Linked DNA regions of Ovis aries: region 2 is linked to region 1. The links are chromatin contacts, called in public Hi-C maps. All regions are on one chromosome and are shown on one strand. Each heading gives the region's core, a stretch centred on a gene start, on an enhancer-like site or on the middle of the called end of the contact. The rest is flanking DNA. Distances are from core to core; before and after follow the strand shown.

Region 1 (3,230 bases), core at 358-2,857:
ACCACTACCAGGCGTGGTGAAAGATGGGCTTAAGGAATCTGTGTACAAAATGATATGAGGGGATAAAGAGAATACAGGAAGTCCCCTGCATAGAACAAGTTCTATTCTGAGAGCGTGTTCATAAGTCCAATTTTAAGTCCAGCAAAATTAGCCTAGGTATCCAACTAGCACAGTCGGATATATATTATATAGTATTGTAATAGGTTTATAATGCTTTTTACACAGATAATATGTACATAAAAACAAACATAAAAAATAAAAGTTTTGATATGACAGTACAGTACCTTGAAAAATACAGTAGTACAGTCAACGGCTGACATACGGGGGATGGCATACACGCTTGCATCTTTGAAAGTTTGCAACTTGAGGGTTCATAGGTAGGGAATATATATATACATTCTTAGAGGGTTCAAGGTTTCCATTAAGTATCACAAAAAAAGGCTGGTACCCACTCATAGTTAGAAACTCTGCTCTGGGTACCGGAGTCCCAGGACAGGGTGCTAACTCCTGGACCAGGGCTGGTCCCTGTGGCATCCTCTAGACAGGGCAGGCAAGGTGAATTTCTCTGAGCACCCTGAGAAAAAGCCAGTGGAACCCCCCACTCTCTTCCCCGAAAGTGGAAGCTTGCATAAGATGCATCCTGTTCCTGTTGCTTTGCCCAGCCCGCCCCTGCCCATGGGGTGTCCAGACCCTGATCTGGAGGAAGGAGAAAGCCCAGTCCAGATGCTTACTTGCCCAGCATCTTCACCTTCTTTGTCCTCAGTTCCTCACTCATAGAATGGGGATATGAGTATCTGCTTGGTAAGGTGGTTCCAAGAATCAAAGGAGAGGATTCTCACGGGCTAGCACTGGGGAAACTTTTGGGCCATTCTCAACTGATGCTTCTTTTCTTCCAGGGAAAAGGCCCTGTGGCCTGCACAGCACGCATATGGGCAGAACGGTTTTTCCTAACTAGGCCTTCTAGGTGGCAGCAGGGCAGCGTGCGTCTGCTCCTCAAATGTAACAGGTGGGTATTGGGATTAAACGAGAGTGTCAGCTCCACCTGAGTAGGAGTTTGGTTTGTTTCGTCCACTGCTGTCTCCTCAGGGTCTCGAACATTATCTGGCAAATAGTAAGTATTCAGTAAGTATTTGTTGAGGGACAGATGGGGCCATGGGAGAGGGGCAGCCAGGCATGATCCAGAAAAGCATGGGGAGAGGCTGTATGTAACATTTTCTCAGTCAAAGGCCCAGTTTCAGCTCTGCCACCCACTTCCTGGGTGACCCTGGGCAAACCCCTTCTCCTCTATGGACCTGTTTTCCTCTCTATGGAATGAAGGGATCGGCCCAGGGAGTCTCCAGGCTCTGTCTGGCTCTGAAGCCCTGTGCATTGGTGGAAAGCATAACCTGCTGTGTCTTGAAGGCAGGGTCCGATAGAGGGCAGAGGGACCTCAAGGAGCTGCTCTGCCCTGGGGTCATGACAAGGGGGTACTCATCCTATGGTGAAATCGGATCTAGGCCTCGGCAGCTGGGGGCCACGGGCAGCTTTCCACTGCCACCCACAGGAGCAAGTGTTTCCACTCCTGTCCCCAGCCCTTCCTGCTGCAGGACGCTTCCTCTGCTCAGCAAAAGGAGGAGCTACAGGCACTCCTTCTTTCTCAGTTTGTGGCTATAAGTCAAGACTCCCTGCTGCCCTGCTGGGAGCTCTGGATCTGCCTCTGGCTGGGACCCTCCTCCACCCCTTGAGCCCTTCACAGCCTCTGGACCCTGGGAAGACACGGGGTGGACACCATGGAGCTTTTACATAGCCCTCTGCTATCATAAGCCGTTAAACACGAAATCTGCTGCCACTTCCCCTTTGTCTTCTCCCCTGACTTTCTTCTGGGAGTGAGCTAATTGTTACTTTTAGCTATAGCCTGATACAAAGACATATCTAGGCAGAGGTCCCTGGTTCAGTGGATAAGACTCAGCCCTTCCACTGCAAGGGGACTGGGGTTGATCCCCTGGCCAGGGAACTAAGATGCCATGTGTTGCATATGTGAGTGCGGCAAAAAAAAAAAAAAAAAAAAAAACAAAAAAAAAACCCACCAAAAAACAGACACGTCTGTGGAATATAATTAGTGTTTTATTGTCTAATTTAAACAATGAATTTTATCAGCAACAGAGCACATATTTTGTTGCACTGGTGGCCAGTGGACTATTAAGATGAGATTCCTTGTGTCCTTGTGAGAAGTTCCAGTGTGTTGTCCCCCCTAGCCCCAGAACTGTGCTGCCTCTAGCAACCCCTGAATTCATAGAAAGCACAACCCAATTGCATTGAAAATTGCTTATAACCAAAGAAGTAGGTGCTTTGGGGTGAACATCGCAGAATTATACGAGATTTTTTTTTTTAAGTGAAATCTGTCCTCTTCCCCCTTACTGTCTAACACTAGCAGCTGAGAGTATCATTCCAGGCATTTCTGTGCATACGTCAACTATGCACATAAACATATGTAGAATTTTTTTGCACAAATAAAATCATAATCTGTGTACTGTTCTGCAACACGCAGACCCTTCCAAGCAGGAGCATGTGAGACTTTGTCATTGTTTGCACGACCACATTAATGGACATCTGGGCCCTTTCCAGTTTTCCATTATTGCAAGCAGTGCTGATATGACACTTTGTACCTAATCTTTGTGCAGGTGTATGAATTTATCTGTAAGGTACCTTTCTAGAAGTGGAATTTACTGAGTAAAGAATATACAAAGTGAAATTTTTGTACATTTACACGTTCACAAATGTAATGTGTGTGTAATTGCTTGTTTCCCCACAATATGGGTAGGACCTCTTTCCAATCTTTATTTATCTGATTGTTGAGAGTTGTATCCTAGTGTTTAAAATTTGCTTTTTTTTTCAACTGTAAGTGAATTTGGACATGTCCTCTAATATTTATGGGTCTTTTATACTTTTCCTGATATCCATTGCCCACTTTTAAGTTGTCTGTTTCTTATTGATTGTAAAAGTGCTGTACATATGAAGGATGTCATCAAAAGAAACTTTGACATGTTATAATTACTGGCAAATATTTTTTCCTTAATTTGTTTATGTTTTATTGGTTTAGGTCCAACATCTGTATAGTAACAGGTATCAGCATCCCTTTCATGGAGTCCTGGTGTCTTGCCAAGCTGCATTTTTAATACTATAATCCCAGTGTCTGAGAAGATCCTGAATCCACATTTTGAGATTGAGGGGAGAAAGGGTTTTCCCATATG
Region 2 (3,230 bases), core at 308-2,807, 220 kb after region 1:
GGGGGAAGGGGGTGATGCAGGGAGGGTGTGTATGTGTGTGTGTATAGGGAGGGGGTGATGCAGGGAAGGTGTGTGTGTGTGTGTGTGTGCGCGCGCGCGCGTAGAGGGTCACCTGGGCTGAGCCTGTGTGGTTGCAGGGGTTTCAGAGGGAGCTGCTGTAGGTGGAGAAGGGCAGGAGGACTCTCTTCCAATCCTAACACCCCGAAACTTGGGTCCTTCCTTTATGAGCCAGAGGCCCCTGTGAAGCTGTTGGGGCCGGGGCAGGGGAGGTCCCTGCATCCAGAAAAGGCAGCGCCTTGGTCCAAGATGCAGGAAACCTGGGTTCCCACCCTCCACTGCACTCCAAGCAGGCAAAACGGGAAAGGCAGTCCTCCGCTGGGGGAGTGGAGACAGCCCAGGCCTCTCCCTCTGGGCACGCTGGCCCTTGGACAGGGACTCTCCCTTGGGACTCCTCTCCCTGGGAGGCCCTGGAGGACCTGTAGCCCACCCCTTAGAGAGAGCCAAAGGCCTGCCCTGGGTCACTCAGAGAGGAGGAGCAGAGCAGAGACTGGCTTCCAGCCTGGGGTCTCCAGCTTCCACAGTCTACCATGTGTAAGGGCCTTATTCAGCATGGGCAGGTAGCCCCGCCCAGAACCCCACACTCTCCTCAGTTAAACTGGGAGCCCAGTGTCCCCGTGCTGGAGCAGGGCCCCTCCTGCGGGGGCCTCTTCTCTGACAGTGCTTGCAGCCTGTACCTGCTCACCTGCCAGACTCAGGACGAGGCGAGGGCCGCCTTCAGAGAAGCCTGTTCGCAGGGGCTTGGTTATGGTGTCTTCTGATGCCCAGGGCAGGGCCCGTGTCTCCTCCACCAGATCCAAGACTTATGGTCTCAGTTCTCCAGCCCTTGGGCACTGAATCTCACCCAGGGGAGCCCAGGGCTGGCTAGGACCACTCACACACCCCCTACTGCAGGCCAGGCCCCTCTGTAGACCGGGGTGCCGGCCTGGGTCAGGTCTGGCTGGGGTAGCTCTCCCAGCACCCTCTCCCTGGAAGCTTCTGTGGTCGTGTCTTATTTCTTCCTGTGTCGCCCTAGACCCCAGCATAGAGTGGTGTGTTGTGATATTGAAAGAGGTGACTTGGGATGTCATTTGAGAGGCTCTAGGAAGAGATTCCAGGCCCTCCACTCCACCATGCCCCTGACTCCCAGGAGTCACAGTCTGGAATTCCACCGAGAGAGGCACATGCCTTGACATTCTCTTTATGAGAGTAAATCAGAGGATTGGTTTATTCTGCTCTTGGGCCCAGAGGCCTCAGGAACTTCTGAGAGCCAGACTGAAGATATGGGTGGGGAGAGGTCTGCTAGCCTGTTCTTCAGCCTCTGGAAGAGAAAAGCTGAGATCCCAGGGAGGGGTGGACCTCTGGAGACAGGCTTGGGCTGCAGGGGCCCTTGGGGCTGGCGGGAACAGCAGGGCCTGTCTGGGAGGGAGCCTCTGACAGACGCTTTATCAGGCTCTGTCGCCGGCGTTATCTGTGGCTTCTCAGCAGAGAAAGAGCCACGGTCCTCAGCCACCCTCAGACCACTCCAGGGCTGGAACAAAGCAGCCAAGTCAGCTGGCGGCCCCATGGCTCCACTGTTAGACCGTGGACTGTACAGCCCTGGGGCCCACGTGGGGTATTCAGGGGGGTGGCTGGCCTGGCCTGGCGACGGCCCGTCTGCTGGGACTCCTCCGCCAAGTCCCCACTGCCGCAGGGACCACCTCCCTGGAGCCTGTGTGCAGAATGGGGATGGGGCACCAGGTCACCCCAGCCCCTGCATGGCTCAGCTGAAAATGTCAGCCACAAAGGACAGGACACAGGGCGGCCTGTCCAGGAACAAGGGCCAAGTGTTGGTGTGGGATGATGGCCGGGGCTGAGCTGGTCAAATGTTTACTTGGAATGGTTCCAAGTGGGCACCCTCCAGCCATGGGGGCAGCTGGCGTCTGGCATTGGGCCCTCCTCTACCCACCACCATGGGGCAAGACAAGAGTTCAGATCCATCCCAGATGGGCTCGAATCCAAAAGCGCTCAGAGGGGGCTGCCAGAATAGGCCTTGGCATCGTCACTTCCTCCTGGTCCCTACCCATTTTGGGGGAGCGAAATTGCTGGGAGGCCAGTTTCAATTGCTTTCCTTCTGGAAGCACCTGTTTCTCTGGCTTCCTGCAGGGCTGCCATGTATGGTTGGGCAGGCTGTGCACTGCAAAAGGACACCTTGCCACTGAAGTAAATGGACCTGAAACCTTGCAACTGGGCATGAGCTGCATCAGCCCAGAGGGTGCTTTGCTGCAACTGTCTGCTAGGAGGGGGCACCTTTGTGTGCTGAGCGTTGGAGACGTTAAGATGACAACGTGCTTCTCTTGGTAGGACTAGCTGTCAGTCTGTTACAGATAGGGTTGCCTGATATAATACGGGATGCCCAGTTGGATTTGAATTTCAGATAACAACAAATACTTTTTAAAAATGTATAATTGTGTCCTGTGCAGTTTTACGATGTGTGAGTGTCACGGGTGAATGCTGTCTGCATGCCTGCATGTACTGGGCCCTGTGGTCAGTTGCGCCTGACTCTTTGTAACCCCATGGACTGACTGTAGCCCACCAGGCTTCTCTGTCCATGGAATTTCCCAGGCAAGAATAATAGAGCGGGCTGCCATTTCCTCTTCCAGAGGGTCTTCCCAACCCAGGGATCCAACCTACGTCTCCTGCATCGGCAGGCAGATTCTTCACCACGGTGCCACCTAGGATCCTCTCTGAAGTCTGGTTAAATCAGACCTTCCCTCCAATCTCCCTCGGCACATAGGGCCCTCAGGGTCATGAAGGAGACTGTGGGAGGCTGAAGAGAGGCCAGTGTGGCTGGAGAGGAGCCGGAGAGGCAGCAGCTGGGAGATGGAGTGTGGACTCTGAGTGAGATGGGGCCACAGGAGGGTTTGAGCAGGGACCTCACGTTGTAACAGGCTCCCTCTGCTGGTGGTGCTGAGAATAGGCTGGAGGGGCCTGACCGAAGCAGGCTGGCCTGTGAGGAGATTGCATCCATGCGGGGCAGTGATTTTGGAGCTAGAGAGAAATGGCTGATTCTGGATGTAGGAGCTTTTTGTTACGGAAAATGTCAAACACACGGAGAAGTAGCAAGGATTATGCAAGGAGCTCCCATGGCCCCATCACCCACTTTAACCATCATCAGCTCACAGCCAATTTTGTTTCATACAGACCTTTCACCC

Evidence for each region. A called contact is a pair of places that touch in the nucleus more often than the background predicts.
Region 2: a Hi-C map of liver shows a contact between it and region 1, with 5 times the contacts expected there. The contact joins two enhancer-like sites. A contact is called at or near these places in 14 of 16 Hi-C or Micro-C datasets (blood, hypothalamus, liver and 7 more).

Annotation. Positions count from the first base shown.
Region 1 is chr7:13,427,609-13,430,838 of ARS-UI_Ramb_v3.0, forward strand. No RefSeq gene overlaps it. Among named protein-coding and RNA genes, the nearest start is that of LCTL, 39 kb to the left of the region's middle. Within about 2 kb of position 1,608, at least 3 of the 54 cell types and tissues checked have an H3K27ac peak or open chromatin away from gene starts, as enhancers often do. A contact at or near this core is called in liver, where this site is marked.
Region 2 is chr7:13,648,989-13,652,218 of ARS-UI_Ramb_v3.0, forward strand. No RefSeq gene overlaps it. Among named protein-coding and RNA genes, the nearest start is that of TRNAS-GGA, 18 kb to the right of the region's middle. Within about 2 kb of position 1,558, at least 7 of the 54 cell types and tissues checked have an H3K27ac peak or open chromatin away from gene starts, as enhancers often do. A contact at or near this core is called in liver, where this site is marked.